Linked DNA regions of Mus musculus: regions 1, 2 and 4 are each linked to region 3. The links are chromatin contacts, called in public capture Hi-C and promoter capture Hi-C maps. All regions are on one chromosome and are shown on one strand. Each heading gives the region's core, a stretch centred on a gene start, on an enhancer-like site or on the middle of the called end of the contact. The rest is flanking DNA. Distances are from core to core; before and after follow the strand shown.

Region 1 (5,508 bases), core at 2,819-5,318, 830 kb after region 3:
TGCATTTGAAGCATAGATGTTCAGGATTAACAGTTCATCTTGGTAGATTTTTCCTTTGATGAGTATGAAATGTCCTTCCTATCTTTTTTGATAACTTTTGATTGAAAGTTGATTTCATTCGATATTAGATGCTCCAGCTTGTTTCTTGGGACCATTTGCTTGGAAAATTATTTTCAAGCCTTTCATACTGAGGTAGTGTCTGTCTTTGTCACTGAGGTGCATTTCCTATATGCGGCAAAATGCTGGGTCCTGTTTATGTATCCAGTCTGTTAGTCTATGTCTTTTTATTGGGGAATTGAGTGCATTGATGTTAAGAGTTATTAGGAAATAGTGATTGCTGTTTCCTTTTATTTTTGTTGTTAGAGGTGGAATTGTGTGTGTGTGTCTATCTTCCTTTGGGTTTGCTGAAAAAAAGATTACTTTCTTGCTTTTTCTAAGGTGTAGTTTCCCTCCTTGTGTTGAAGTTTTCCATCTATTATCCTTTGTAGGGCTGGATTTGTGGAAAGATATTATTTAAATTTGATTTTGCCATGGGCTATCTTGGTTTCTCCATCTATGGTAATTGGGAGTTTTGTTGGGTATAGTAGCCTGGGCTGACATTTTGTTCTCTTAGGGTCTGTATGACATCTGCCCAGGATCTTCTGGCTTTCATAGTCTCTGGTGAAAAGTCTGGTGTCATTCTGATAGGTCTGCCTTTATATGTTACCTGACCTTTTCCCCTTACTGCTTTTAATATTCTTTGTTTAGTGCATTTGGTGTTTTGATTATTATGTGATGGGAGGAATTTCTTTTCTGGTCCAGTCTATTTAGAGTTCTGTAGGCTTCTTGTATGTTCATGGGCATCTGTTTCTTTAGGTTAGGGAAATTTTCTTCTATAATTTTGTTGAAGATATTAACTGGCTCTTTAAGTTCGGAATGTTCGCTCTCTTCTATACCTATTATCCTTAGGTTTGGTCTTCTCATTGTGTCCTGGATTTCCTGGATGTTTTGGATTAGGAGCTTTTGCATTTTGTATTTTCTTTGATTGTTGTTTCAATGTTTTCTATGGTATCTTCTGCACCTGAGATTCTCTCTTCTATTCTGTTGTATTCTGTTGGTGATGCTTGCATTTATGGCTCCTAATCTCTTTCCTAGGTTTTCTATCTTCAGGGTTGTCTCCCTTTGTGATTTCTTTATTGTTTCTATTTCCATTTTTAGATCCTGGATGGCTTTGTTCAATTCCTTCATCTGTTTGTGTTTTCCTGTAATTTTTTGGAGGGGTTTTTGTTTCCTCTTTAAAGGCTTCTACCTGTTTACCTGTGTTCTCCTGTATTTCTTTAAGTGAATTATTTATGTCCTTCTTAAAGTCCTCTATCATCACCATGAGATGTGATTTTTTTGTTGTTTTGGTTTTTTTTTTTTTTTGTTCTGTTTTGTTTTTTGAAACAGGGTTTCTCTGTGTAGCCCTGGCTGTCTTGGAACTCACTCTGTAGACCAGGCTGGCCTCAAACTCCAAAATCTACCTGCCTCTGCCTCCAAAGTACTGTGATTAAAGGCATGTACCCAGCATGAGATGTGATTTTAAATCAGAGTCTTGCTTTTCCAGTGTGCTGGGGTATCCAAGACTTGCTATGGTGGGAGAACTGAGTTCTGATGATGCCAAGTATCCTTGGTTTCTGTTGCTTATGTTCTTGCCCTTGCCGCTAGCCATCTGGTTATCTCTGGTGTTAGTTGTTCTTCCTGACTGACTGGAGCTTGTCCCTCATGTCGGCCTGTCAGCCTGAGATCTTAGGTATGTAGGCACTCCTGGAAACCAGCTTTCACATGGTAGGATTTGTGTGTGGAGGGTTGTGGGACAGCCTTAGCTCTGGGGCTTTGCTTCACTGTTCCTGTACCCTGTGCACTCCTGATGGGTCCAGCTTTAGACAGTTATGGGAGAGAAAGTGGTGATCTCACATCTTAACTTAGGAGTGAGAGCACTCCCTGGGAGACCAGCTCTCTCCTGGCGGGACTTGTGTGCAGAGTCATAATATTTATTTCATTGCTACTTCATAGCTGTAATTTTGTTACCATCATGAATTGTAATATAGATATCTGATATTTCTGATGGTCTTAGGTGACCCATGTGAAGTAGAAACTTCTGCTTTCTTTGGAAAGTCTATTATGTCAAAGGATGTTGTCCTGAAGCAGACACAGGTGAAAGGATGTTTTGCCAAATCAAGCACGTGAAAGGACATGTGATGAAGGAGTCTTTGCTAACAATCTGTCTACATTGGTCCATCTTACATTGCCTAGTTGAACTTTATTTGTTGGGACTCCATAGAGAGAAACACACCAAAAAACTTCTGATGGTGTGCTGGCAGCTTCTTGCTGCTTCCAAGGACTCAGGCCAGTTGGCAGTAATGTCAGTTGATATAGACTCACGTGGAGTTTTGCTAAGACAGATTCACTTGCTGAAACAAGACATGTGGTGAGGCAAGATCCAAGGAGGCACATGATGTTTGGAGGGAGTATAAACAGGACTCAACACTGGTTTCCTATCTTGCTTTGGTCCAGTATTTTCTCACTATGATGTTTTGGAATGGTAATGTATATCCTGTGATGCTGGAAATATGTGATCTGTTTTTTATTTTATAGGGGATTGCAGTTAAGAGATTGCATGAATGTCAGAGGAGACTCTCCTGGCTACCTGAAAAATAGTTTTTCCTGGTTGCCTTCAGATCAAGATTCAGAGCTCTCAGCTCCTTCTCCAGCACCATGTCTGCTTGCACACTGCCATGCTTCTTGCTCTGATGATAATAGACTAAATCTCTGAAACTGTAAACCAACCCTACTTAAGTGTTTGCCTTTATAAGACTTGGCTTAAGCCGGGCGTGGTGGCGCACGCCTTTAATCCCAGCATTCAGGAGGCAGAGGCAGGTAGATTTCTAAGTTCGAGGCCAGCCTGATCTACAGAGTGAGTTCCAGGACAGCCAGGTCTATACAGAGAAACCCTGTCTCGAAAAACCAAAAAAAAAAAAAAAGACTTGCCTTAGTCATGGTGTCTCTTCATAGCAATGGAAACCCTAACTAAGACAGGAACTAACTAAAGAAGGTGAGAACCTGGATGCAGGAGCTGATACAGAGGCCACAGAGGAATACTGCATACTGGCTTGCTTCCCATGGCTCACTCAACAACTTGCTTTCTTATAGAACACAGGACCACCAGCCCAGGGTTGTCACCACCCACAGTGGGCTGGGCCCTCCCTCATTGATCACTAAGTGAAAAAAATAAAATAAAATGCCTTACAGATGGATCTCCTGGAGGCATTTCCTCAACTGAGCCTACTTTCTTTCTGATGACTCTAGACTGTATCAAATTGGCACACAAAACCAGCCAGTACAGCCAGTGTTAGCCCTTTAGCATAAATGAAAATGGAATAGAATTAAAAATCACATACGGAAAATAGAGCATTATTGTCATCATAAGAATGTTAGTGTAGTCTCCTGGCATAAACGGTGCACACCTTTAATCCCAGCACTTCAGAGGCAGACGGCAGATCTCTGTGAGTTCAAGGCTAGCCTGGTCTAAAAAGAGAGCTCTGGGATAGCCAGGGCTGTTACACAGAGAAATCCTGACTCAAAACAACAAAAAAGCTTCCATCCCAGTTAACACTATTTAAACAATGTTAGTTTAGATTTGTTAATTCTCAGGCAATTAGTTACTGACCTGGGCTGTGTTCATCTTGCATTCAATTCCCCTTCTGAGCTGGCAAAGGACTATTACAGAAGCTACAAGGTATGGACCCTTCGGACATCCTTCAACATCCCTTCAGCTGTGTTCACCAGTCTGTTCAAACTACTTTTGATGGTGATTCATTTGACAATATCAGGAGGAATCTGTTGGTGTAAGAGATATCGGAGTGTCTTAGAAGACATTCAGATGTGAGTAACTCATCTGACCTTAAAAATAAAAAGAGGAGTGGTGGTACACAACTTTAATCCCAGCAGAGGCAGCAGATCTCTGGTCTACAAAGTGAGTTCTGAAGACAGCCAGGACTGTGTTCTCGTCACTTAGCTGATGGGTGGAGCTCTGAAGGGAGGAGTATGTTTGCACAAAACTCCATTTGAGAAAAATGAAAGCCAGTTCTGGAAAGCCCAGAGAATTCAGACCAGCAGTCCTACTGTTGATCTTAGGGCTGCTCCTTAGAGACTCACGGGGATCCAGCATCCAAGGTGAGCTCTGGGCAGGATGGGGACCATCCCTGTAAGCAGGGGAGGGATGAGTCACACTGTTTAAATGAGTGAAATTAGAGTGTACATAGAGAAATGGCTGTCCCAAGGAACCAAACTAGGGAAGTCACAACGGAGAGGGAGACAGAGGAAAGGGGGAAGAAAAAGAGAGTGTGTGTGTGTGCACAGAGAGAGAAGAGGACCAGAAATGTTTGGATTATAAAGGAAAATAATAATCTTCTGGGGGAGGAGAAGCCCAGACCCTGGGCTGGAAAATTCAGAGTAGAGGTCCGGGTGTGCTAGGTAGGTAGGGACTGAGGGATACCGGGAGAACCTAGGGGCTAGGTCTGCTTTGGTGTGTAAAATAGGCGGCACAGCCCCTGCTCTCTGCTCTGAATCCCAACCGTAAGGAATAGGTCAGAGCGCATAGGCACAGGAAAGAGTACGGGAGGGAGAGGCAAAGGGTGGAGCGGAGGAAACTGAAACTGGAGGAAGGCTTAGCAAGCCCAGCAGCCTTCGTAAAACATTCCCCGAGCTGACATAAGTGGGGCGTGGGGTTACATTGGGGAGCCTTTATTGTCAGCTGGAGGACACATGACTATTGGAGTACGCGGTCTACCACCGGAAGCCCCTGCAAGAAGGAACAGGCAGCCCTTTTCTAGACCTCAGTGGGTGGCCTTCTTAGGAGAAAAGGGATGTCTGCAGGGGAAGACTACAAAAAAAGGCCTGACACAGAGACCGGGGGGGGGGGGGGCGGGGCGGGAGGAGGAGCATTTAGTGTCCCTGCCCTGAAGAAACTCCCAGAAGAAACAGGGAGTTGGTGAGTGTCTGCACACCATGGGCAGAGGTCTGGATGCTGTGTCTGGAGAGGACCTGATTGGTGTCTTTGCTCATTGTCAGGTTACAGTGACTGTGAAGCCCGAGAAAACTGAGGATTAAGAGTGGTAGGGGCCTGTGATGAGACAAGCTGTGGAGGGTGTCTGTCTGTCTGGGAACTATCTGAGCAAGTATCAGGGAGGAGCTGGGGGCGGAGTAGAAGCTCAAAACACTCAACTGAGACTCTTCCCCCTCCAGTCCTTGGTTCCAGGGGTAGCTATAGAAGATTGTTCTTTTAATATCTGGAATAATTATTTTTATTGTTGTTGTCTCTTGCTTGTTGTTTGAGACAGGGTTTCACTGGGTAGCCCTGGCTATCCTGGGACCAGGCTGGCCTTGAATCCATAGAGCTCTGCCTGGCTGGCTAGCTAGAATTAATTTTCTCAATAGGAAATAGTGTGTGTGTGTGTGTGTGTGTGTGTGTGTGTGTGTGTGTGTTGC
Region 2 (5,486 bases), core at 559-3,058, 950 kb before region 3:
TTCTCATGTCATTCGGTGGGGTGTCTAGCCATCTGTCCTGTTTTTCCCGGAAACCCTGCTCTCAGGTGGGTATTCAGGGCAGTGTGCTCATTCTTGATCTCCTATGAATACTCCCCACAAAGAGTAAGATGGCTTGGAGACGGAAGCTAGAAGAAAGAAAGGGGCACACGGCGCCAGAGGTAACCACTCACCCTCACCCAAGCCCCCTCTGATGCCAACTGTCATCCTGGGGGTGCAGGAGGGGCCCGGAGCTCAGCTGTGAGGCGGGTGCAAGTTGGATGTGCGGCCGCGTGGGATGACACCACAGGAAAGGGCTGGCCTTGGGTGCTAACGGGAGGAGGAGTGGGGGGGGGGGAGCGATGACACCCTAGTTAAGTTAGGAGAGGGCCCTCACACAACCATAAAGGGGCGCTGTCACGAGCGGCACCAGGGATGGCCTAGAAGGGGTGGGGACTGAGTTCCCGGGTGGGCTCAGGGCCAGAAGTTGGAATAGATGGGCCAGACAGGGCCAGAAAAAGGGCGAGCCTGGGTGGGTTGAGGTAGGGGGTAAAAACTGGGTGTAGAGAAAAACCAATCAGATCTCGGAAGCCAGGGAGGAGGGACAGGGGTGAGGCTTGAGGGATGCCCCAATTTAGACAGGGAATACCAAGAGTCTAGGAAATTTTTCTGGGGTCTCCCGTGGCAACCTGGCGAAATGGGCTCCACTGGCTATGGTCCCAAAGCCTCTGCACCTGTTGCAAGGTGAACACAGAACCCGCTTCTTCCTAGGATAACCCCAGCTGTGTCCAGCCACAGGAGGGCGCTGCCTTCCCTTGATTAGCCAGGGCATCTTTCGGAAGGATGTCTCTCAAATAGGGTTTGGGTGGGGCCCTCCTCCCTCAATTACAGACTGGGTCCAGGCAGATGAAATTGACACAGAACCAGATCGCAGGAAGTGGCTCAGATTTGTTCTGTTGGTACTGAAAAGGAGCGACCCTACTTATTTAATGCTGTTTTTTGAGACAAGAAAATGTAGACCAAAGCTGGTCTGGAACTTGCCATGTAGGCCAGGCTGGCTTTGAAAGCATCAATCTCCTATAGCTTTCCAAGTGCTGGGTTTACAGGCATGAATCTCCTTCCCCAGCTATCATTCCACTCTTTGAAAGGCAAAAAGACCTTGGTTAGGTCCCACACAGCCTCTAATGAGGACCTCCCTATCCCCATGTCATTTTAGAGCATTTTGAAGCTTGGGAGACTGTTAGAAAGGGCATGGTAAAATTAACCTCTCTCCTGGAATTCAGAAATAGTGTCTTTCAGGGACTCCCTAGAAACTCCAGTTTGGGGATCCCTTATTAACACCACAAGAGCTAGACTGCCAAGGAAGACTCCTTTCAGGGATTTGGAGGAAAAGACTTTTTTGGAAGAAGTCTTCCTTGCTCAAACGCGACCACCTCCAATCCATAAGGAACTTGGAGTTTCACCCCCAGCCAGATGGAGGATTGAACCCGATGTATCTGGAAATTGCAGCTCATAACCCCAAAGCAGTTCCAGGGGAGGGGGGCGGGACAGCTGGAGCTCTGGGGGTAAATCCCTGATACCCTGAAAACCTCTAAGGTGGAGGGTGCATCGGGATGTGTCCCCAATCGGGCGCCTCACAGTGTCCTCAACTTGAGCCACACCCCAGAGATGAGGGGTTCCCTTAAAGCTCCGTCAAAGAGAGCCCCCAGACCCCACCATCCTATCCCCGAAGCCCTGTACCTCACGCGCTGCAGCCCCAACGCCATGGCTCGCCCTTCGCGGTTCCAGAGCCCTCGATGCCCAGCGTCCCCCTCCCCTGCCTGTGTGAGCCCCCTCCCCAGCTCCACCTCTGCCACTCCATTGGCTGGTCTTTGCCCAGCCCGCGGCTCTGATTGGAAGGTGGGCTTGTTGCTCCCGAGAAGGAGGAGGGACTAAAGGAGAAGACTTGGAACTTCAAGGGGTTGGGGAATCCGATGTAATGCACACCCCCAGCCACGCCCCTGCCCCAGACTTCCTTGGCAGTCCGGAGCCCGCCGGGCGTGATTTCCCTCCAGTCTCTGAACTTCCATATGTACACTTCTGAACCATCTGATTCACTGTTCTCTGTGTCCCAGTTCCTGTCGCAGTCTCTGCCTTCACTCCCACCTTTCCCAACCCCCTCTCCTTTCTCCCGCTCTGTCCTTTTCTTGACGTACCAAGTCCCCACTTCTCTCCACCCCGAACTCTACTTCACCTGTATTTCATAACCCCTTTCTTTGCCATACCCCATGTCCCTCCACTGTGTGGCCCCACTGTGGACCCCGCCTCCCAGAATCTTCCTTGTCCACCCGTCTCCACCCCATCCTGACCCGTGGCCTCTCTTAACTCCCTGTGCAGGTTCCTGCGGATGAATAATTAAGCTTCTGTCAAGTAAATATGCTTTAGCTTCATCACACCCACTTGTAAAGGGAACAGAGAACCGATGAGAGATACGTGCGCAGTGACATGGACAGGTGGAAGACGGTACAGCTGGGTAAGGAAGAGGAAGGAAGTTCCTGTGTAGGCTGGAGAGGGCGTGGACACTAAGGACAGGGGTGAAGGAGCAGTGTTCCTTCCGTATGCAGGTTTGGGTACACTCTACACTGCGGCAGAAATGGATTTATTGTTTTTGAGTTATTGGGCAAGCTCCATCTTAGGACTTTCACACATAACTGCGCACTCTCTTTAGAGTGCTCTTCTCGGCTAGACGGTTGGCTCCAGGTTTAAGGCCCTTGCTGCCAACCCTGAAGACCAGTGTTCAATCCCCAGGCCCTCCCCCCTCCCCCCACATCGTGGAAGGCAAGGTCTTTGATTTATCTGCGCGCACGCGCGCACACACACACACACACACACACACACACACACATACACACACCACACGTAAAATGTAATAAAAAACTTAAAAAAATTCTCCTCTAAAAATCCACATGGCTCCCCACCTCAACTCAGGAAAATAGTAAGCTGTCTCCTCCCATTGCCTTCTCTTCTCCATCTTCCTTCTCCTCTTCTTTCTCCTTCCTCTTTCTTCCTCCTCTTCTCCATTTTATTTTCAGATGGGGTCTCATGTAACCCCGTCAAGACTGGCCAGCAAGAGCTGGCCTTGAACTTCTATCCTCCTGCCTTCACCTTCCAAGTGGATTACAGGTGTGTACCATTATGCCCAGCTCCCATGCCATTTAGTTTCAGTTGATTTTATTTGAATAAATCTGACTATATCCATGCTATCAGCAACTCCAGGGAAGAAGGCAAAATCCAGACAGAGCCAATCACTGTAGGACTTCCTTGGCCACAGTGATTACCAGTTTTGGGAAGATATATGAACCAAACTAGTATAGTGAAGATTAACTCTGAGGACTTTGCTGTAACTGTCAGGAGAGAGGGTTTATTTATTTCTTATTGTTTTATTGTGTTTATAGCACAGAGGATTGAATTTGGGACAAACTCAACCAGAACCATACATATCCCCAGCTCTTCACTGTGATATTGAGATTCTAGGCAGGGGCTCTACCACTGAGCCACGCCCCCAGCCCCTCACTGGGGGATTCTAGGCAGGGGCTCTACCACTGAGCCACGCCCCCAGCCCCTCACTGGGGGATTCTAGACAGGGGCTCTACCACTGAGCCACACCCCCAGCCCCTCACTGGGGGATTCTAGGCAGGGGCTCTACCACTGAGCCACGCCCCCAGCCCCTCACTGGGGGATTCTAGACAGGGGCTCTACCACTGAGCCACACCCCCAGCCCCTCACTGGGGGATTCTAGGCAGGGGCTCTACCACTGAGCCACGCCCCCAGCCCCTCACTGGGGGATTCTAGGCAGATGCTCTACCACTGAGCCACGCCCCAGCCCTTCACTGGGGCATTCTAGGCAGGGGCTCTGCCACTGAGCCACACCCTAACCCCTCACTGGGGGATTCTAAGCAGGAGACAGGGGCACTACCACCAAGTCTGAGCTCCATTGTTCTTTTTAGCAATCTGGCTCGCAAAGCAACTACCCTACGCGTGTATTATATTTCACAATAATAAAAAAATGACTTGACAGTAATTGTCATTGAGGAGCGCTGAGTTAACTGGAGGTCACAACTGAAAGCAGAGAGCTGAAATCCTCAAAATAGAATGTGCAGGTCTGTGAGGGGTGCTCTGGGGCATGTTCAGTGATCCTCCCACCCTCATTGCTCTCCAAAGCTGTTTTTATAACACTAGTAAGATGCTCTTGCCTCACTCTTCTCCCCCTGTACACTGACAGTTTCCATGGTCACGGATATGTGATAGGAAACTTGCTCTGATGTTATATTTTATTATTATAAATGTAATTTTAAAAGAATTCCACACAATGGATTGGTGTCAAACTGATTCCTTTTCAGTTTTTCTTTTCTTTTGATTTCTTTGTTTCTTTTCTTTTTTTGATTTTTGAGATAGGATTTCTCTGTGTAGCCCTGGCTGTCCTGGAACTCACTCTGTAGACCAGGCTGGCCTTGAACTCAGAGATCCACCTGCCTCTGCCTCCCGAGTGCTGGGATTGAAGGCGTGCGCCACCACCACTCAGCTCCCCTTTAAGTTCTCTTATTCCCTTCTTGCTCTTGCTGACTCCTATCCCTTTCCCAATGAGTCCCCTTCCTGCTTTCATGTCTTTTGGGGGTTGTTTGGGGGAAAGTCTTGTGCAGGTAGCCATGGTTGCTGAGTGTCCGTGATTGCAATGACCTCGTAAAATGCTCCAGAAACCAACATTTTGGGGGTTTCTTCCCTATCTTCTGGTTCTTACAACCTTTCCATCACCTCCTTTTCTTTGGTGATAGAGATGTCTTGTTTAGGTCTGAGTACTAAACATTCCCTTATTTGCAGCTATTTGGGCATTTATCAATTTCTGCTTTAACTGTTGCCTGCTTCCAGAAGAGACTTATTCTGCCAAAGCTGCATTAGTCTGTGAGTATAAACAGAAATGTTAAGAAGGCAGTTTGACTACATGTTTGTTTAAGAAAACATCAGTAGTGAATTCTCCCATAGGGCCCATGACCCCTTAGCCATAAATTTTTGGCTAGGCTTATAGTACCAGCTGTGAATCCCACGGTACGGATTGGGTCTCAGATCCAAGGAGAAAGTGGTTGGTTACACCTGGACCACTCATGGCGCTACCGCAGTGCTGCACACGCTTTGCCTTGTGGGCCAGTATCGCAGCAAGCAGGGCCACCGCTGAGTGAGATCACTGATAACTCCCCCCCCCCCCCCCCCCAGCGATCTGCACACCACCTTCCAGTAGCACTGTGAACTCTAGCCAGCAGGAAGGACGCTTCCATATCACTTCCAGCTTGATTTCTCTGTGTCTTCTGCAGCAGGGCCTTATTGTCTAGTTCTCATGGGTGGCTAATGACAAGCCTCTACCACTTTTGGGGCTTTTAAGGACCCTGTAGCCAACAGACCCTAGGGAGGTATCCTGCACCTGGCATGGGATTTTCATGGATCCACCATGCAGGGCA
Region 3 (5,915 bases), core at 1,998-4,497:
TGGGATTTCTGTACACACATAAAGTCATGAGGACAGGTGTGGGTGCTGCTCAGGAGATTTAAAGGAAAGGTTTTTTTCAGTCCCACCTGTAAGAGAGAGTTTAACATTAAAATCTTGGAAGTTGCTGTCCTAAGTACAGACTGGAGATCAGTGCAGCTGGAAGGACACAGAATTCTCTTGCTCCAGACAGGCAGTGTGTCAGTAAGGATAAGGAGTGTCAATGGAGCTTTGCCTTCAGCTCCAAGGTCTATAAAATCAAACACTGATACTCAGCTTACATGTGACATGGACTGTTTCTGCCAAGCAGCACATGGGGTCATCATATTGTAGAACTCAGGTCCTCCTTCATCTGCCTTAGTCACCTCTGTTTAGTCTTCTAAGGGCATTTATTGGGGGTGGAGTTAAGAGAAACATCACTAGCTGAGAGAGGCCTTTGCAAGGATCAGAGATCCCACAGAGGGCTATCTTCTGTCTGTGTTGCCTTCAAAGTACTGCAATACAAGACCAACATGTGACAACTCTATTTCAAGGAAGGTGGAATACTAACCTGTGAGCCTGACCCTCATTTTTTTTTTTTTGATGTTCAACTAAGTGGCCCTGAACACCTCCAATCATCTTCATTTATACAATCATAAGACTGGTTGCCTGAACAGTGTTATTATCATTGATTTTTATTCAGTTATAGTATCAGCACTACAAAAGCCCCCTTTGTTCCCCTAGTAGTTTTCCCTCCACCATACCCTTCATCCCTTTTCCTCCCTCCCAATGAGCCTTGTTTATTCAACATGCATATGACAGTAAACCCATCAGAGCCTCTCACATGATCTAAAGCAAAGTCTACTTCATCCATTATCACAACTAATGACTTAGGACATTATCAGTGCTGAAACTGGAAACCAGTGAGTGCCCGCAGAAATGACAGAACCAACTGAAATGATAGCTTAGAGTAAATTTCATTCCTTCTGATTTTAACCACCTAAACACAAGAGTAGACCATGAACACCCAGTTCCTCTTGAATTCACGAATTAAAGCACCCACATGGACACCTAGGTTGATATTGACAACCTATCTTCTCCCAAGCCAAATCTTTCCAGCCCAGGGTTGCATCAGGAATGGTATTGAGGGCCCATTCCTGTTTACTGTACAATCAGGCTATGTCCAGTTATGGTAGGAATATAGGTATCTCAGACTCAGTCTTAGTAAACACATGAGAATAAAGTTTGTCTATTCTGTGGGTGCTGCCAGGGTCATGTGTACGGTATCCAAACACATTCCCTCTAAGCTACACTGTAACCTCTAATTGGGATCCATATGTGGTTTATCCTACCACAGAGAGAGACTGGCTTGCTCTTTAACAAACTATTCTCCTGCCCTCTATTGATTTCAGAAGTGGTTTTAGAAGTAGCTTTGTCCTGTTTGCATGACAGGCCCTAGTGCCCCATTAATAACATCTTAAACTCTTAATTCTGGCCAGGAGTCTCTGCCTACCCTCACCCATCTATATAGTTCTAATAGGCTTATTGATAGTGATCTCCAGGATCCTTATGATCCTTTACCTGCACATCATTATTAATAGCAGGGATCTCATGCCTACCTCCTCCATAGCTCTACCACCAGCATCAATAGGACTATATTGTTACAAACTCCATCTTCTGCTGAGTGGATTTGCATTAAGCTTTGTGGTAGAGTCTTTTGGTTTTCTGATTAGATGAAAAAAAAATATTTTCTAGTATGTGTGGGTGCAATCAAGGCTCAGTTTTCTCCTGAGACTTCTGGTGTAGCCTTCAGTTGTCCTCTCTGTTGTCTCTCTGATTCTTCCAGATTCAATCTAATGAGGGGAGTTACAGAATATCTCAGGCAGTCAGATGAACATTATAGGGGAAGGTAGAGACCATGAGAAAGCAAGTAGATTTCTTTCTGTCCGTAAGCCATGTCTTCCTGCCTCCTGCATTTCCTTTTAGGACTTCTTGATCTGGGAGGAATACCCACTGCTTTTAAACCTGATCATAGGCAGTCAAATGACAGATGAAAATGTACAGTTGTTTTGGGACAAAAAGCATCTCAGAGCTCTGCTCCTATGTCTGTTCCTGTCTCACTTGGTGACTGACTCACCTCTGATGCCATTTTGACTGGAAGGAGAAGAGATGGTGCCAAGCAAGCCTGTCCTGAGTCACAATAGACCATGTAACTAATTTCACTACATTTCTCATGAATTAAAATGTCACTGATTGACACCAAGAGTTCTGTGCTTGAGAATCAGGGAAGTGGGAAAGTGAACAACCGGGTGGGCTGCTTCTGAACTGAGTTCCATCTCTGAAGGTCAAGCTGTCTGAGGCTGTGGACAGGAGCACAAGTGATGGTCACAAACAACAGTGATGAGCACTTCCTTGGATAGCAGGGAGCTTCCAGTGGTAGTTAGCATTTACTGTGAAATGCATCCACCCTGAAGTCACCGGAGTAGGGCTAGAAGGGACTCAGTTGAGTCAGTGTCTTTCATAGATCACAGTGAAGGAATCTGTGGATTAATCTCTTGAGTGTCTTAATTGAAGTAGGAGGGCAGAGGCCACTGTGAATGGTGTTATCCCTATGCAGGTGGTTGTGTATTGTCTCAGAAATATAGTGAAACATGAGAGAGAGAGAGAGAGAGAGAGAGAGAGAGAGAGAGAGAGAGAGAGGACAAAAACAGACAGAAAGAGAAAGGCAGAGAAACACAGAGAAGGACATTTTTAAAAAGTGTCCCAGTGAATGACCAATTAAACAGCTCTCCTCCTCAGTTCTTCACTCCAGATTCTTGTCTTTTATCTGTACCTTGACTTCCCTCAATGATGGATTTGACCTCTGTTACTGGCCTGAAAATGCATTGCTCTCTTGAGCTGCTTTTGTTCAGGTTGTTTATCATAGCATCAGAAGGTTAGAACAATCAGTTTCCTGGGAAGTAAAGCAAGTAAAGCGTATTCATTTGTATCCTACTTGGTTTTCCGGTTGTATGCAAATCACACAGCACCATATCTCCATATAAGGCCAAATGAGGGCCCGAGGAGATTTATCTGCTTTATCGCTCAGTGTGCAGTCTGGTGGACTGAGACATTATGAGAGCAAAGGAGAAAGGTGTAGAGAACAGGAGATAGGGGAAGATGAACTGATGTGTTTTGTACACAGGAAATGTCCCCAGGCCATATAATTCTAGGAGGGACTCCTACCTGGGAGGAGACTACAATAAAAGAGAGGAAGGACAGTGGAACTGACAGGAGAGTTGAGTGTGGAAACAGCACTGGAGCTGAAGCTTTTCACAGATGTAGACAGAGCAGGTGGCAGGTGGCAGAGGTCATGATGAACTCTGCTGCACTTTCCTGTAAAGACTGCACCTCTTGGCAGGGGCTTCTGTTCACAGGTGAGGAGGCTACTCTTTGGCACTGAGTGGGAGAAGGGGAACACAGAGTCCTGCTTAAGTCCCTGAAGAATATAAGAACCTAGGAATAGAATCATGGTTTTGGGAAGAGGACACAGACAGGGGCAGGAACTCTGCAGCAGGAAGTGACACAAGATAGTACAATGGAGCAATAGCACTATTGTTTTCTTTCCCAACTCAATCACATGGACAACTGTATTCTAAGGACTGATGTCCCCAACCATGACAGTGTCTGTCCAATTAAAAAACAAAGTACAAAGAGCCATTGCAATGACTTAATGGTCATGCTGCTGGCTGCCAATCCTAAGATAGCAACTCAATTACCAACACATACAAGGTGTGTGATTTCTATGTATATGCTGTGTATACATTCACCCATACACAAATGAACACAGTGCAATTTATATAAGCATTCACCTTCCCCACACATACAAACTATACCAAACTCCTGTACTAAAGGTGTCAATAGTTTCAATTTTAGCATTTTGCAAATGTACTCCTGGATAGGCATATCCCTGACACATGCATTCTCCCACTCATCCAAAGGTATTCAAGCCTTTATCAGTTCTGGACATTCCAAAGATGTTAGGCTTATCTTGGTTCCAATAAAGCCCTAGACTAGGGGATAGTAGATTAGACCAGAAAGACATTATAGAAGTAGAATCAGAGAACTCAGACCAAAGAGATAACACAGGAAAAAAAAATCAAGTGAAGATCTCTAGATTAAGAGGTAACAGGAGCCATCATCTCAGCCCAAGTACTCTGAATATAGACAGGAGGCTGAGGGCAATGTGTGGAATCCTTAACAGAAAAGAGAGTTCCATACACAGAATGGAACAGGTTCAGGGCCACTGATGGTGTAGTGAAGGTTATGTTACCCAACCCTTCCAAATACAAAGGTGCCACTCTCACATGCCAACTTAGGCTGTGTCATGAGCTGTCCACTCAGGACACAGATCTCATTATTTCATCAAATACAGAGGTCCCAATGTTCATGGATTTTCTCTCCTCCCTTCTAGTCTCTCTTTTAACATGCTGGCTGCATCCCACTACTTCTCATCTCACCATTAAAGCAGTGCCTCCCATTGCTGTTGAAGGGGAAAACGTTCTTCTGTTTGTGCATAACCTGCCAAAGAATGTTAAAGCCTTTTCCTGGTACTCGGGAGCTGCACCGTTCAAGTGTTGTGAAATTGCAAGTCATGTGATAGCTACCAATTTTACTGCAGTGGGACTTGCACACAGTGGTAGAGAGACAGTACTCAACAATGGATCTCTGTTGATCAAGAGTGTTACCAGAAAAGACTCAGGATACTACACTCTACGAACACTTGATTCAACCTCAAGACCTGAAATAATACGTGCAGAATTCTTTGTACACCGTAAGTCAATTTTTTGTGAACTCTGTTGTTGGGTGGGTTCAGTCCATTGCACATTCAGAGGAGTGTTGAGCCTGAACTGGATCTACATTCTTTCTGCATTGTGTCTCCATGTTGTTGTAGGAGGATCTTGTACAGGATACACATTTTGGAGACAAACTTTCATAGATCAGAATCCCTCACTTGACTGCACATGCAGAGAGGTGGACTTGTACTGAGTAACTCAGACAATGATGTCAGCCTCAACTCAGACCCTTAGGCCTCTCACCATGAACCTACACCTGAGTTGAGGAAGAAATGAGGAAACGAGGGGATTTTCCATGACCTTGGATGCAGACCTCTGTGCCCGACTCAGCTCAGAGTGAGGGGGGACAGCAGGGCTGATATCAGAGCAACACAGCTCAGGGGCACTGTTAGAGGAAGAGGTGTTCTTAAAGGAGGGAGGACAGAGCAGACACCAGAGGCTGTAGTGATGCCTCCTTAATCTCTAAGCAAATGTACACAAGGTGGCAGGAAATCCTGCTACACATGCCTACATCAGTCCCTATCCCTGTGTGGGAGGAGGTTAGCTGAGGGAGTGTCTAGAGTCTCTTGGAGAGGATAACGGCTTCAGATGAGACTCAGAGTTTTTGTTTGCAACATGAGATGAGAAGACACAGCAAGGTAGACAAGCACCTCGGAATCTAAAAGCTCTAGTGAACATGAAATGGTAGGATGAGGAGATAAAAGTTGCATTGTTCATTTACCAAGTTCAATAATTATCTTGGCAAGTATGCTCTGAAGACTAATGTCCCTACCTATGACAATATGATGCTTCAAATGAAAAACAAATTATGAGATGACTCAGTGGGTATGGGTACTTGCTGTCATCCCTGATGACCTGAGTTCAATCTTCTTATCCCAAATGGTAGAAGGAGAGAACTCAGTCACAGAAACTGTCCTCTGGCCTACACATAGATACTGTGGCATGCACCCACTAACCCATACACTGATACATGCTTGAGTGCATGTTCCCTTCCCTAACAAAAGAGTCAATGAAAAACAATCATATTGTGGTATAAAACTTTTATTAGCTTAGAACCTGAGAATCTGGTAACTTCATTCATGGACATATAGTGACCTGGAATAC
Region 4 (5,965 bases), core at 1,047-3,546, 840 kb before region 3:
CCCCTCCCTTCCCCTCCCTTCCCCTCTCCTCCCCTCCCTCCCTCCTCTCCCTTCCCTTTTCCTCCCTTCCCCTCCCCTCCCCTCCCTCCCTCCCCTCCCTTCCCCTCCCCTCCCTTCCCCTCCCCTTCCCTACCCTCCCCTTCCCTCCCCTCCCCTCCCCTCATTACCCTTCCCTTCCCTTCCCTTGGTACCCTTCCCTTCCCTTCCCTTCCCTTCCCTTCCCTTCCCTTCCCTTCCCTTGGTACCCTTCCCTTCCCTTGGTACCCTTCCCTTCCCTTCCCTTCCCTTCCCTTCCCTTCCCTTCCCTTCCCTTCCCTTCCCTTCCCTTGGTACCCTTCCCTTCCCTTGGTACCCTTCCCTTCCCTTGGTACCCTTCCCTTCCCTTCCCTTCCCTTCCCTTCCGTTCCCTTCCCTTCCCTTCCCTTCCCTTCCCTTCCCTTTCTCCCTCCCCCTCTCTCCCTCCCCATCTCTCTCTTTCTTTCTTTCTTTCTTTCTTTCTTTCTTTCTTTCTTTCTTTCTTTCTTTCTTCTGGCTTTAGCTGATTGTGTTCTTTAGAGGGCCTTTAGCCATCTGAATGGCTTTGGTCCCTGGATGTTCTTGTTGTAGTAGGTATTGGGAGGGGGTTAACCTCGATGATCTTGGTTTGGTGGACCTCTAATGGGTATTCTTGGGTTGTATGGTTCCAGATCTGCAGGTCTGCATGGTTCAGGATTTGAAGATCTGATGAAGGTTGGTAGAGAGGTGGTGGGAAAAGGGATGTATGCCTGGGCTAGCAGGTTGCTCAGAGTACCTTGGCATGCCCAGAGGGCTCAGTAAGCAGGGAAGATGGGTGGGGAAGGGAAGCTTATCTGTATGGTTCAGGATCCACGGGTCTGATGAAGGTGAACATAGAGGTGGAGTGATAATGGATGTTACTGTGGGATAGCAGGCTGCTCAGCTGTGGTTCACTTTTAGCATGGAAAACTATAAAATGTATAGTTCAATCATTAAAGAGGGATCAGGAAGGTGGATGAAACTAAATCTTGTGTTCAAGAAGATAATCTGATTAAGATATTAAATGGAATTAATGGAATGATGACATTGGGGCAAGATACCAATCAGCTAATCTTCTGTCTTGTGAAAGAGTATTAAGGAAAAGCTTAGGTCTATGAGTGGTGGTATATACCTTTAATCTAAGCACTCAGGAGAGAGAGGCATGCAGATCTTTGAGTTCAATGTTAGTCTACAGAGCAGCTTCCAGGATAGTTAAGCTTAGGAAGTCATCAAAAACAAAAAGTTGAAGATGTAATTGAAAAAGAGGGCCATGGTCTGATCCCAGAAAGCAGCAGAATTTGGCAGACCAGCCATGTTGTTGTGTCTCTAGGGTCAAGAATAGAAGAGGTTTTGGAATCTCTCTCTGTGACTAAGGGAACTTGCTGAGGCCAGGTGTATGGCAGGTTTCTTCATGGAGGCCTGGAAAAAATGGTTATGTAATATTCCTCCATGACTAAGAAAAGCCCCTGAGGCCAGGCATGTGGCAAGGGTATCCCTGTGTGGAGGTTTAGAAAGGCAATTTTGTGATGTTGTGAAAGGCCATTGTGTGAAGGTAAAGCCTAAATTTCCTTAAAGACAAAGATGTTAGAGATGCCAGAGTTTTGGGATTCCTGCCAAGGAAAGCTGCTCACAGGGAGTGGAACCAGCCCAAAAGAAAGAATTGTGTTGCAGCCAACAAAGTTGAAATGAGTTGGAGATCCGAAGAGCATTTTGACATCAGTCATGGCAATGCAGGGTTTGGAGTTGGCCCAGCTGGTTTTCAGTCTTGCTTTGGTCCAGTATTTCATCACTATGCTCCCTTCCCTGTGTTTTGGAATGGTAATGCACATCTTGTGCCATTATATGTTGGAGTTATGTCATCTGTCCCAGTACAGAGAGCACAGATGCATAGGTGCCCAGGTCATTAGACAACTGTTTTGATGGACTGATGAGACTTCACAGGAAGGTCAATGTCCCCAAAGGAGGGACCTAGATCCTCCTGATGACTCATTTCCTCAGGTATAAGTCGATCAAATTCTCTCCTGTAGGCAAATAGTAACAGACACTGCACAGCTGTTTTCTCCCATTTTGAGGTGCTTGTTCATACTTAAGGCTACCTTATGGTCACTGTAACATTTGTTCCCCAAGTATGCTATCACCTGGAAACCAAGACAGGAAACACAATGGCCACATCAGGCTTACATAGGATACGGGTGACAGATGTGAAGCATGGGCTATATATGACTCCGACCAGGCATCCAGTATCTCGATCCTTGAGGCCCTCTCAGCTGACTGTAGAGCAGGGAGGAACTGATGTTAATCTTGGTTATCTGCAGCTTCAAGGGACATCTGGTTCAGGAAGTGACAACAAATGGGAAGTTATATTTGCCTCTAGATGTAAGATACCTGCCTCTAGAGAATTTCTGTAGAGTTCCTGGACTCCGCAGCTCACATACTGAACAGGAAATCATGTGGTTTCTGCTGTCACTCCTCCTGGAGCATAGTGGACAGGCATTTGTTTCACCTTCCAAGTACATCCTGCATCTACCACAGGGTTCTCTGCTCAGGGAGTCACTGATTTCAAACTATTTTTTACCACTTGCCTCTCATCTTACCTCATTGTGCTTTTTAGAGAAATAATCCTTGCAGGGATTGTTATCAGATCCTAGATATTAGTAACAATGGTCCCATATGGAGAAAGTTCATGTTGTGAATCCCTAGCCAAGATCTGCCAAACACACTTGTGCTTCTAACCCAGGTTCCCATGAATTTTTGCTGTCTACTTTCTACCAGTTAGATATTCCTCTGAAAACATCTACCTAGGATGTGTTGGAAAGATGGTTTAGTGGTTAAGATCACTGAATGCTTTTATACAGGAGCCAAGTTCTGTTCCCAGCACACCCATGGCAGTCATATCCATCCTGTAACTCCATTTCCAGTGCATCCAATGTCCCTTTCTGACATCAGTGGACACCAGACATTCTTGTGGAACACTTATATACAAGCAGTAGAAATAATCACACAATGTAAATATTAACAGAAAAAAACCCAGTCACCCTATTTTCAGGAAACATTTCTTCATGGTCCTGAACTGTGCAAGACAGAGCATTAAAGATCAAGGCGAATAATGTCACATCTTCACATCTGTCACCCGTATCCTATGTAAGCCTGATGTGGCCATTGTGTTTCCTGTCTTGGTTTCCAGGTGATAGCATACTTGGGGAACAAATGTTACAGTGACCATAAGGTAGCCTTAAACGGTTCTGTTTCACGCTTACCTGTACACCATTCTCTTTCCTCTCCTAGATCATCCTGAGACAGTTCTTTGCCTTTTGGGGCCCTGTGCCTCATGTCGGTCACCATAAACACAAGGGAGGATTGGCTCACATTATGGTATAGCCTGGGTAGTTACTGAATGCCAGTCCCACTCCTGGTCTCATGCGTGAGATTTTGTTATATAAGAGTCCTGAGGATAGGGTGTGGATGCTTCTCAAGGAAGATCAATGGGGAGTCTCATTTTGTCCTATCTGGAGGTTAGACTTGATTTGCAGTGGAGGCCAGTGTAGCTGGAGGGACTCAGTACTCTGTAGTGTAGGCAGGCAGTAGGTCAGTGCAGATCAGGAGTGACACTGTAGCTCTGACTCCTATGTCTCTGAGGCTCAGATCACATAAGACCAAGACTGTTTCTCCAATGCAGCACAGGTGGCCCACCATCTCTGAGCACTCAGCTCCTCCTGCAGCTGCCTGTGATTCATTTTATGCCTGTTTCTCTGGATCGGAGGTGGATGCTAGAAAGACCAACACCGGATGAAAAACAACTTTGTAAGGATCAGAGGTTCCACAGGGAGCCATCTTCTCTCTCTGTTTTCTGTACATCCCTGCTACCAAAAGCCACCATTACAAGAGACAATTCTAATCCCATGGAGGATGAGGATGATAGCTGTAAAGTGTGAACCTGAGACTCAGACTATAACCTACTTGCGGAGGATAAATGTTCAAAGCCTCTCAGGAGGGGACAGGCTGAAGCTGTGAGAAGGCAACTGGTCTGTTACTTTACTCAATGTCATGACTGACACAGGACCTTATGAGAGTGAAACCTGGAACTTAGTGAGTCCCATCTGATGTGACCCATTCAACCCACATATTCAGTGTGATTAATTAATGTTTTATCATGTTGTAACTTCCAAAATACAGATGACTAGATCTAGGACAGTCTGTCTCTCTTGGGAGTGGTAACATTAATCCATGACATAGAAACCTAACCTGGCCAGGGCATCCTGGCCTAGCCCAAGTTCATGCAACCAGTCCCAGCATTGAGCTAGAATGGGTTGTAGAGACTTTTCTCACCTATAGAGACTCACAGTGATGGAGACATAAGACTCAGACTCAAGCTCAGTGAACATTGAGTGTATGGGGAGGGGGTGGTATTCTATGTGTGTGTTGGTGATGAACTGAACCTAGTGCATGCTATGTGAGTACTCTTCTACTAACCTGCATCCCAGCTCTTGTTAGGATTTGACTTACTGAGATTATAGCACAGATGCTACAGCTATTTACAGACCAGGATTACCCCTTTCCTTTGCTGACATCACATCTGGCTTTATTCTGCTTGCTCCAGCTGGTCTGGATTCTCCAATTATATCCTCCTGAGATTTCCATCCTGGGTCAAACTTCACCTTATCCCACCAAGCAGCCTTTCACCCACCTGCATAGTAATCTTGGCTTGTCTGGGAATCCCCAATCAAGAGTTTTTTACTCCCAACTTCATAGTATCAATAGCAGATACTAGATCTTCTTTGTGTAGACCTCAGTCACTTGCCTCTTTAGGACCACAGTGAAGAAAATTGCAGGTCTTGTTAAGTGTATTATTTAAATGTTACATTGAGCTTTGTAGTAAAGCCTTATTTTCATGGATAGATTCAGAAATTAATTCCCAGTCTGTGTCTGTGAACATTACAAATCCAAATCTTTTCATAAGAGTCTAGTTCTGTGTTTCTTCCTCCTCTTGCATCTCTGATTTCTCCTGGCAGCCTTGGATTAGTTTTGGAATGTAAAGTGGGTTTTTTTTTTCCCAAGAGGGAGAAACTTTCCAGGCAGAGACTTTACTAGTATTTAGGTAGATCATTTTTTTTCTGGCACTAAGTTATATTTTCCCCTCCCACCCACTTGCTTTTGTGATTTCCATTCTTTATGACCTAGAAGGACCACTCAGAGCTTTGAACCACGCTCATATTACTTTACCCCAGATTGTCCCAGATCCTGTTTTATCTTAGCTGATTGTTGACCTCTCTGATTCCAATGACACCGGAAGAGGCAGGTGATGAACATGCCTGGGAGGCTTGTGCTGAGTCAGGATGAAATCAGTGTTTTGACAATACTGTTTCACTTACTCATCGAAAAAAAAATTTTTTTTTTTTTGGTGGACACCAGAGTGTTCCTGAGCCCAGGATCTTGGAAATGTGAAATGTGAAACCCAAGGTTCTTGAACAGTGCCCTAGATTTGAGGGTTCACTCTGACCCCTGTCCCAGACTCAACTCCTAATTACCTTGAGAAGCATTTTTTTTTGTTGTACCAAATGAATTTGAGAATTGCCCTTTCTATCCCTATGAAGAATTGAGTTGGAATTTTGATGGGGATTGCACTGCATCTGTAAAATGGCCATTTTTACTATGTTAATCCTGCCAATCCATGAGCATGGGAGATCTTTCCATTGTCTGAGGTCTTTTTCAATTTCTTTCTTCAGAGACATGAAGTTCTTGTTGTACACATATTTCACTTGCTTGGTTAGAGACACAAAAGATATTTTATATTATTTGTGACTACTGTAAAGGGTGTCATTTCCCTAATTTATTTCTCAGTCCAGTTATTCTTTGAGTAGAGGAAGGTTACTGATTTTTCTTTGAGTTAATTTTATATCCAGCTACTTTGCTGAAGTTTTTTTTTTTATCAGCT

What was found. Promoter capture Hi-C pulls out the DNA fragments that hold promoters and counts their contacts. Capture Hi-C pulls out chosen DNA fragments and counts their contacts.
Region 1: a contact with region 3 is called in a capture Hi-C map of embryonic stem cells, with 3 times the contacts expected there. The contact joins the promoter of Mill2 here to the promoter of Ceacam13 in region 3.
Region 2: a promoter capture Hi-C map of embryonic stem cells shows a contact between it and region 3, with 3 times the contacts expected there. The contact joins the promoter of Hif3a here to the promoter of Ceacam13 in region 3. A contact is called at or near these places in 3 of 39 promoter capture datasets (embryonic stem cells and liver) and 1 of 9 other capture datasets (embryonic stem cells).
Region 4: a promoter capture Hi-C map of trophoblast stem cells shows a contact between it and region 3, with 12 times the contacts expected there. The contact joins the enhancer-like site here to the promoter of Ceacam13 in region 3. A contact is called at or near these places in 10 of 39 promoter capture datasets (the 3T3-L1 cell line, HPC-7-derived erythroid cells, cranial neural crest and 6 more) and 1 of 9 other capture datasets (adipose tissue).

What each region holds. Positions count from the first base shown.
Region 1 is chr7:18,835,898-18,841,405 of GRCm38.p6, forward strand. Mill2 (MHC I like leukocyte 2) reads left to right here and starts at 4,069. Exons shown (of 6, transcript NM_153761.3): 1 at 4,069-4,194. The coding sequence starts at 4,095.
Region 2 is chr7:17,060,619-17,066,104 of GRCm38.p6, forward strand. It overlaps Hif3a (hypoxia inducible factor 3, alpha subunit), which reads right to left and starts at 1,809. Exons shown (of 15, transcript NM_001162950.1): 1 at 1,738-1,809. The coding sequence starts at 1,763.
Region 3 is chr7:18,006,642-18,012,556 of GRCm38.p6, forward strand. It overlaps Ceacam13 (carcinoembryonic antigen-related cell adhesion molecule 13), which reads left to right and starts at 3,248. Exons shown (of 3, transcript NM_028171.2): 1 at 3,248-3,392; 2 at 4,430-4,789. The coding sequence starts at 3,329.
Region 4 is chr7:17,169,720-17,175,684 of GRCm38.p6, forward strand. No RefSeq gene overlaps it. Among named protein-coding and RNA genes, the nearest start is that of Ceacam3, 22 kb to the left of the region's middle. Within about 2 kb of position 2,297, at least 1 of the 459 cell types and tissues checked has an H3K27ac peak or open chromatin away from gene starts, as enhancers often do. A contact at or near this core is called in trophoblast stem cells, where this site is marked.